Linked DNA regions of Zea mays: regions 1 and 3 are each linked to region 2. Evidence: chromatin contacts called from public Hi-C data. All regions are on one chromosome and are shown on one strand. The core of a region is the stretch at or near the end of the contact, and the rest is flanking DNA. Distances in the headings are between cores, read along the strand shown.

The links. Hi-C and Micro-C count contacts between places; a contact is called where the count stands out from the background.
Region 1: a Hi-C map of endosperm shows a contact between it and region 2, with 2.4 times the contacts expected there. The contact joins the promoter of LOC100283140 here to the promoter of LOC100274450 in region 2. A contact is called at or near these places in 2 of 25 Hi-C or Micro-C datasets (ear and endosperm).
Region 3: a contact with region 2 is called in a Hi-C map of tassel, with 4 times the contacts expected there. The contact joins the promoter of LOC103654416 here to the promoter of LOC100274450 in region 2. A contact is called at or near these places in 3 of 25 Hi-C or Micro-C datasets (ear, endosperm and tassel).

What each region holds. Positions count from the first base shown.
Region 1 is chr4:199,728,958-199,731,657 of Zm-B73-REFERENCE-NAM-5.0, reverse strand. LOC100283140 reads right to left here and starts at 1,396. Exons shown (of 6, transcript NM_001156042.3): 1 at 1,235-1,396; 2 at 1-115. The coding sequence starts at 94.
Region 2 is chr4:199,898,575-199,901,274 of Zm-B73-REFERENCE-NAM-5.0, reverse strand. LOC100274450 reads right to left here and starts at 1,291. Exons shown (of 8, transcript NM_001148809.1): 1 at 1,032-1,291; 2 at 158-267. The coding sequence starts at 1,065.
Region 3 is chr4:199,687,655-199,690,354 of Zm-B73-REFERENCE-NAM-5.0, reverse strand. It overlaps LOC103654416, which reads left to right and starts at 1,300. Exons shown (of 2, transcript XM_008681250.3): 1 at 1,300-2,700. It overlaps LOC100216604 (putative RING zinc finger domain superfamily protein), which reads right to left. Exons shown (of 6, transcript NM_001143017.1): 6 at 284-1,283. The coding sequence ends at 764.

The DNA.
Region 1 (2,700 bases), core at 147-2,646, 170 kb after region 2:
TCTTAGCCACCTTCTCCATGTATTCAACCATTTCCTCGTACCGTTCTGCTTGCTCAGCCAGCTTGGCCATATAAACATTCTCCTCCCGCGACATGTTGATCAAGGAATACAGATACTGCAATAACAAAAAAAAAACACTGATGAGGCAATATCAAGAGCCAGTAGAAACAGTATCACTAATCAAAACAAAAACATGAGGAAGGATACTGAGTATCTAACTGAGATTGTCACAGAATTCTTGATCATTCATAGTACCTAACAATAAAAGTCATGTGAGGAAGGATACTGAGTATCTAACTGAGATTGTCACAGAATTCTTGATCATTCATAGTACCTAACAATAAAAGTCATGTGACGTGACCACATAAACATGTCACAAGATCCTTTGGGCAAAGGTCCAGAACATTGTAAATTTGTCCCAACAAAAACATATTAAGTTATAACATTTTTATTTGGCGAGACCTAAATTTCACATATAACTACATAAACCCCAAAATATGTACTAATATCATTTATCAGTTTGTGGCGATCTCCATACATGTGAACCAGGGAAACCATTGAATATTATGATCTGGTACTACTTACAATACAGGATAACAAAAAGGTTCAACAACAAGCCAACCATATATAACCATGACAGCAAATATACCTCGAGGACACTGTGTCACGAAACCAAACTAGATTACGAACATAAGCATACTACACCATATTCCAGTACCAGGTTAACAATTTCCACAATATTTTGAAGTCATCAGCTCAAAACGTTTCAGTACGCGTGAAATCACACTTACACCCGTGTAGCACCAGGACGAGCGCGACCTAGAGCCAGAAATCATAGGGCAGGTGTACACCTACATCAGATTTCCGGCACTTGCACGGCCAAATCGATAGAATCAAAGAACTCGCCTCCCTACATGATCCCTCTCCAAACGCTAGAGAACACGAAGATAAACGGGTAACGGAAAATCTCGAGTTTTACGCGGGACAATGCTAGCCAAATCGGGCGGATCTACGCACCCCGCGCGGTCGGGTTCTCAGGATCGGAACCGAGCGAGAAACTCCTACTGCACCAGCGACAAGCAGATCTAGCCGCCGCACATAACAGCGCCCGAGAAATTCAAACAAAAACCGGGGGAAATCGTCCGCAAGCGTCTCCCACAACAGTACGCCGAGATCAAACGTGGGGACGGGCTGGATCATAAAGGGAAACTGAAGGAGAAGTTCTAACCCTAACCTTTCGGGAATGCGAGGCGAGATGGTGCGCGGGCGCGGACCGCGGAGGACGCGGGTCGTCTCGATCACGATGTGAGTGGCGCGGGCGCGGAGACGAGGGTGGTGTGCACGGGGACGAGGAGTCAGGACGGGCAAACGCCAACGGGGTGCGGGGTGCCTATATAGAATTAGTGCTTGTTTGGTTGGTGAATAAATATGTCGTATTTTGTCTAAATTTAGTCATCTGAATTAAAAAAATAACATTAGATAGTTAGTTAAAGACTTAAAGTGTAGCAAATTAGACACTGAACCAAATATACCTTTAGCTTAAAGGATTCTGATGACAATGGGTTTGAAAGTAGAGGCCCCTTTTCGTGACGAGCAGATTCTCTACAATAATTTTTTGAACCTAGTTGTATCGTATTTTTTGTTTTTTTTACCCTTTTGCGAAAAAATTTCACAATTACGTCATTTCTAGTTTGAATTCAGAAAATGGACCTTTACTTCAGCGTTACTATTATTAACGCCAGATTATGTCTCGACGTCAATATAAATAGCGTCGAGATCTTACTTTGGTATGTCAAGCTGGCGTCTACGTGACAGGAGGTCGGCGTTATGATCATTGGTGTCGACCTCCTTTCCCAAGAACGACCGCTCGTGCCTCATGCCCTTGTTGAGTGGGTGGCGTGTGGTGTGTGTCAGTGTGTGTATATATATACAATTAGGTGTCTGTTGGTAACTCATTCTCGATTGCTATACACAATAAAAAAATAAGGCAACACAATATTAAAAAGATAGACAACATTCGTCACGAGGAAGTCATCCCTTCGGGATGATTCCTTCGGAGACGAAGGTTATCTGTTAGGTAAATGAATCATGATTTACCAATATGAATAAATGAATATATATATATATGGAGTATATAAGAGTTTAAATATGATAGCTCAATTGAGATATATCAATAACATATTCCCCATTCTGTAAATTAACTTTATAATTGTACCGTCGGTTTTTTAGAGAGCATTACAATGAAGGTGTTATAGAGAGAATTACACAACGATTGCCCAATCCGCCAAAAGGTACTTTATGCGGGGCACTGTTTATCTATTTATACGGAATCTTACAGCTTCATATGAAATTACACTTATGCGCTTAAGAATTACATACAAGATTTACAAATGGTATAGGGATAACATTGTCTTTTGCCTTCAGTATTCGTGATAACACCTTCTCCTTGCACCACCTTCCCATTGTTATTATGACGAAGCTACCTTCGTTACTCTTCCGTCGTTCTACTACTGAAGGTGGTTTGATTCCAAATCTCCTGCAATGATTGACAAATATACTGATGACCAATGGTTCTTCCGTATTTTTGAGGACCTTTGGAAGATGAAGGCTCCCAACAGTAGCCCCTCGCAGTATTAGTTTTGTTTCTTTGTAACAAACTCAGACTGCGAAACGAACGAAGACCTTTTGTCGAAGGTCCAA
Region 2 (2,700 bases), core at 42-2,541:
AAATGAAAGGTAATGCAGATTCTGATAAAGCTAGAGTGCAAGCATGTAAAACTACAATAATGCATTGATAGTGACTCAGTGAACAACATGATCCTGTAAAAGTAATTAGGAAGATCATTATGTACTACAGATTTTATATAGCCATAGAGGGGCATACATTGAGCAAACTTTGCATAGAACCAAAATCAAAAGGATTTGAAAAGCCTGCTGGAGGAAGCCCTTGACGTTCGTCGGAAGACCCTTCGGATTTTGGAGTTTTCTTCTCATCTGCAAAATAAAACGATGCAGACAAAAACACATGTCATGTGGTAATTAACTATGACACCAAAGCAAAATGAAAGCCATTGAAAGAAACTGAACAACAGTTTGGTGCGTTCATAAATAATCCGTAGTTGAGTCAACATGATACCATTGAACTTCTTTAACCTTATTAGAATGGAAGGACACTACCTATATGTTTCAAAAAGATAAGGCAGACCAAAGTAATCCAGTCAAATGCACCAGAAATCTGGTCAAACACACCAGATTCGACACCTGTAAACACTAGAATTCCCCCAGAAACCTAACACATTAGGAATTTAACAGACAAATTGAGTTGAAGAGGCCACTTATATTTCCTACTCCGGCCCACCAGTGGGCAGCCAAACGAATTAGCAAATTCTCATCGATCAATTGCAGAAGCTACAAAACTAATGCCATTGACATCCCTTGCGTGCAGAGGTGGACTTAAGTAGGGCGTGAGGGTACAACTGATCCTCCGATTTTCGGCAGACAGACTGCTAGCGGCAGCAGTAATTCACCTAACAAACACCCTAACACTAAGATCGAGCTCGCGCAAGGTCCGAACCATGGCATGGACAAGCAGATTGGAGTAGCACTGTACCAGACACAGCAAACAAAACCCCAACTGACTGGATGAACTGCAGCAGGTCGATCCACAGAGGAAGATGCGGGCTCGATTCTCCAAGCACAACAAAGATCGGAACAGAGTAGAATACAACACAAGCGAGCGAGAGAGAGCGCGCGCTCACCAGCAGATCCGGGCGGATCCCCACTCGACGCCATCCCGGTTGAGCGACGGGGTACGGCACACGCTACTAGCTGGGAAGAATTCGAGGCGACTTAGCTCTTGCTCCGGTGGAAGCTGGCCTGGAAGGGCGTGCTCCGCCTCGGCGAACGGAGAAAGGTTCGGCCTTGCCCCTCGGCGGCGCTGGTGGGCGGTGGCGTGCGGGAGGGAGTAGGGTCGTAGGGACTAGGGGACGGACGAAACGAAGGCACGAAGCGGTCGTCGGGACTCGGGAGGTGAGCTGGAACACGTAGGTGGGCCGGATCGGGGGCAACTCAGAACGGAGCAACGGGCCGAGGCGCATATGGCATGTTTGCCATATTGCGCCCATTTAGACTGTTTGGTTCAGATTTTTTTTACCGGCTTTTCCGATAATCTAGTTGTGAGAAGAATCTGGCTGTATAGAGAATCTGAGTATCATTAGGATTACGTACGAAGGAAGATAAAGTTATCCATGGAGCTCAGGATCTATAAAATGATGGATTACTACTATTGCGACGACTCAACCAATTATATGTTTATATTGATTTTGAATGATTTTTACTCAAACGAATTTTATAGAAGCTGGCTGAAAAGCTGAGTGTTTGGCAGTCCGCAACAGCTTTTGGTGGCCAGAAGCTGCGAAAAGCCGAAACAAACGGGGGCTTTATCTCGTCCTAATTACTGTCGCGGCTGCAATGCCTACGCCTACCGCCTCGCCTCGCCTAGGGATGGCAACGGGCACATTTTATCCGCGTGCCCGCAGGTAAAAACCCTATAGGGTGCGGGTTTGGGTGTGAGTTTATACCCGTGGGTACGGGTACGGGTTTGATTCTCAACCCGACGGGTTTTTTCTCGTGGGTATGAAAATGTTGTACCCGTGCCTGCAAACCCGCATACCCGCGCGTGTGTGTATATATATATGTATGTATGTATATGTATATATATATATATATATATATATATATATATATATATATATATATATATATATATGTGTGTGTGTATATGTGTATATATGTATGTATATATATGTATGTGTATGTATGTATGTATATATATGTATATATATATATATATATATATATGTATGTATGTATGTATATATGTATGTATATATATAATATGACAACTTGTGGGTATTGTGCCCGCGGGTGTACCCGCGGGTGCCATAAACCCGCGGGTAGTGGGTTTGGGTAACATACGCTACTCGTCGCGGGTAGCGGGTACGGGTTTAACATTAATCTCGCGGGTACGGGTTTGTAATCTCTATACCCGCGGGTTTTAAACCCGTTGCCATCCCTAGCCTCGCCTGCCTCTCTCTAAGGCACTAAGGCATAGTAAACGTGTGTTTAGGGTGTGTTTGGTTTAGCTTTTGGCTTTGACTTTTTCTCCCTATAAGCCAAAAGCCAAACCAAAGGGTTGGATCCAGAAAGCAGCTTTTTCTAAAAGCTGACTTTCTCGCAGTGCAAAACTGAAATCATCTCTTGACCTGTTTTTAGTGGCTTTTGGATGGAACTGTGAAAACATATATCGAAGAACTTTTAACGGCTTTTAGTGGTTTCCACATAACAGTTTTTAGCTTTTTAACAGTTCACAGCCCACAGCAGCTTTTTCCATAGCTCACAGCCCACAACAGCTTTTTTCACAGCCAC
Region 3 (2,700 bases), core at 51-2,550, 210 kb after region 2:
CCTCCGCACGTAATCCTAATGATACTCAGATTCTCTACACGACCAGATTCTCCCCGCAGCTAGATTCTCGGAAAAGCTGATCAGAAAAAAGCTGAACCAAACAGGCCCTGCGAATACCAGCCAAACGTGTGATATCTACAAACTAACATCGGCCGTGTCTATGACATATGGGACCTGGTCAAATTAGCATGGATACAACTATATTTGTCTGGTATTTACTTCTAGTGACATATACATCCATCGGTTTCAAAAAAAACCCATTGCTACAATAGGGAGATAAATTGATCCATCACAATCGCTTGATGGCGCATCACGACCTTTAAATACAATCTCGGTAACCAACAAAAAAAATGTAAACGCCGCAGGTCTCCAACATTTGTGTTCACTAAATTTCACCTGTTCTAACAAATTTGCAGGCGACCTGCGGTCGCAAATCGATACAACTTTCATAGCAGCAAACGGCATTTTTTAGTCCCGGAGACCAGAGATGCAGTTCAGCTTCGGCTCACGTTTCCAAATCGTCCTCCTCAACGCAACACAACATCAGTTAGGACAGACAGTCTACAGCGCTCAATGAAACCAGAGTGCTGCTGGACCGGAGGGAAAAAGAAAAGCGCTGAAATACCAGCGGCATAAACATCACACAGGTCCCAACGCTGGAGACTGCAGTGCAGTCGATCTTCGCTCAATGTGCTCTCTCAGGCCCCGAACCGAATACTTCATTTTATACACAGCGATCGGACGTAGGAACAGCCTTGTCGAATCACAAGAACGGCGGCATCCTCTGTGACGGCGGCACAGCCTGATAGCTGTTCTCCGGGTGGCTTTGGCTCTGCGGCGGCATCCGCTCCCCAGCAGGCCTTCTGCTAAAGCCTCCATGCGCATGGTTCTGCACAGGGTTGAAGGTGCCCCACCAGTGAGACTCGCCTTCAGCGGGGATCCAGGGGAACGGAGCGAAGCCCTCCCGGCCCCATGCATTGTACGGCCGGTCAATGGGTCTAGAGATGCCCTCAGCGTCAGAGACGCTCCTGTTCATGGCGGCTCCAGGAGCGGAGAATCCATGGGGGCCTCCGATCTCACCTGAGGACGTCGCTGCGATGAACGATGTGATCGTCAAGGCTCTCGGCCTCACCCTTCTAGTGGTGGTAGGAGGGAACGGGCTGCCATGCACGGACGAGCGTTGGTACATGTGGCTGCCTCTTGCGGTCTCCGCCGCCGCCACCACAGCTGGAACCGACCCCAATGGTGGTGCCACCAAATTGCTCCCACTGCGAGGTGCTGGCCTGCAGTTTTTACACATCGTATAAGAGGGTAAGGGGAATTCGTGGTTTAACAAAGCGAAAAGAAAATCAGGCAAACATTTGTTCAAAGATTGAGGAAACGTAGTAGGTTAACAGAAAACTGCAAGGCCCTATGCTGTTCTTAGAGATCTTTTTTCTCGACAAACAAAGCAAGGGCACTAAAAGAATCCATTGGGAGTTGGAACTATAGAAAACATCCTGTAAAAAAACGAAGCAAAATTCTAATTTTAAGGTGCCTACAAGAAAAAGGAAAAGAGGTACTCGATGAATCTTGTATAATTCTTAACATATTCCTCTTATCGCCTAGTGCAACTATACTCTCTCGACGTATTGTCGTATTTTCTTGTGCATCGAAACCAGGGCTTTTCTTTTTTACTAGAGGATAAGCATGTGCCGCACGCACGCACAAGATATGGTTTTTGTGAGACGATAAGCTCTAGTACACAATTAATATATTGCTAAAACTTTATATTGTTGTTTATCATCTTAAATATATCAAATGGAAAAACTCAGGACTACAAAGTTGGAGGCAATAGTGGTAGCACGCAGAAAATAAAGGACAGGTTGGATCGGATCCTAGAGCACATGGATCGCCAGTACGTCCACTTGGGATCAATTGGCACCACGTATCAACAGATGACTGCAGCTCAACTCAGTAAACAAGGTGGGCTCCTGACATGCAGTGGGTGGCGGTGCAGCCGCTTGGTCTAACATCCAAGGAGACAGACAAGGTTGCTCATGGCTTATATGTCCCTCCGGTGAGGCCTTGGGTGGTTGTTGATGATATGCCTCTTTGGAACGATGAGGCAGCACGGCTTAATCAAGAGTTGTCGGTAGCACATACCACATCAGGGTGAGTAGGATGTGAAGGAATCAACTTGATCACTGTGCAGGTTGCCAAAAGCGAACTCACTGATGTTGATTACTCATGACCACATTTAGAGCTTGGAGTCATTGATGCAGGCCAAATGTTCGAGGAGATGCCTCTCAAGTAGAAACAACTCATAAAGAACATGTTATGCTAATGACAGCCACAATTCCTGGTATCGCTTCCTCGTACGCACTTGCTAAATGCATCAGAGTGGTCCTATGGGATGGCAGGTCATCTGAGTATCTGACATGGACCCAAACGATGGGTTACTGTGGCAATTAATTCACTATGGATTGCACTGGAGTGGTGAGAACAAATCAAGTTTCAAGCCTGTCATCATGGCTGTGCTCGCTCATGATAGCAGCAACTCATTCCCATTGGATGATGTCACAGATCTTGAGGATAATTTGCTTGATTAAAGACCTCTTGAAGCCAATGCGGCAGCTCAGGCTGAACTGAACATGTTCAGGGCTCATATGGAAACAAAGGTTGCTGCATGGGAACTGTTGAATGAGGCGCCTCATGCGG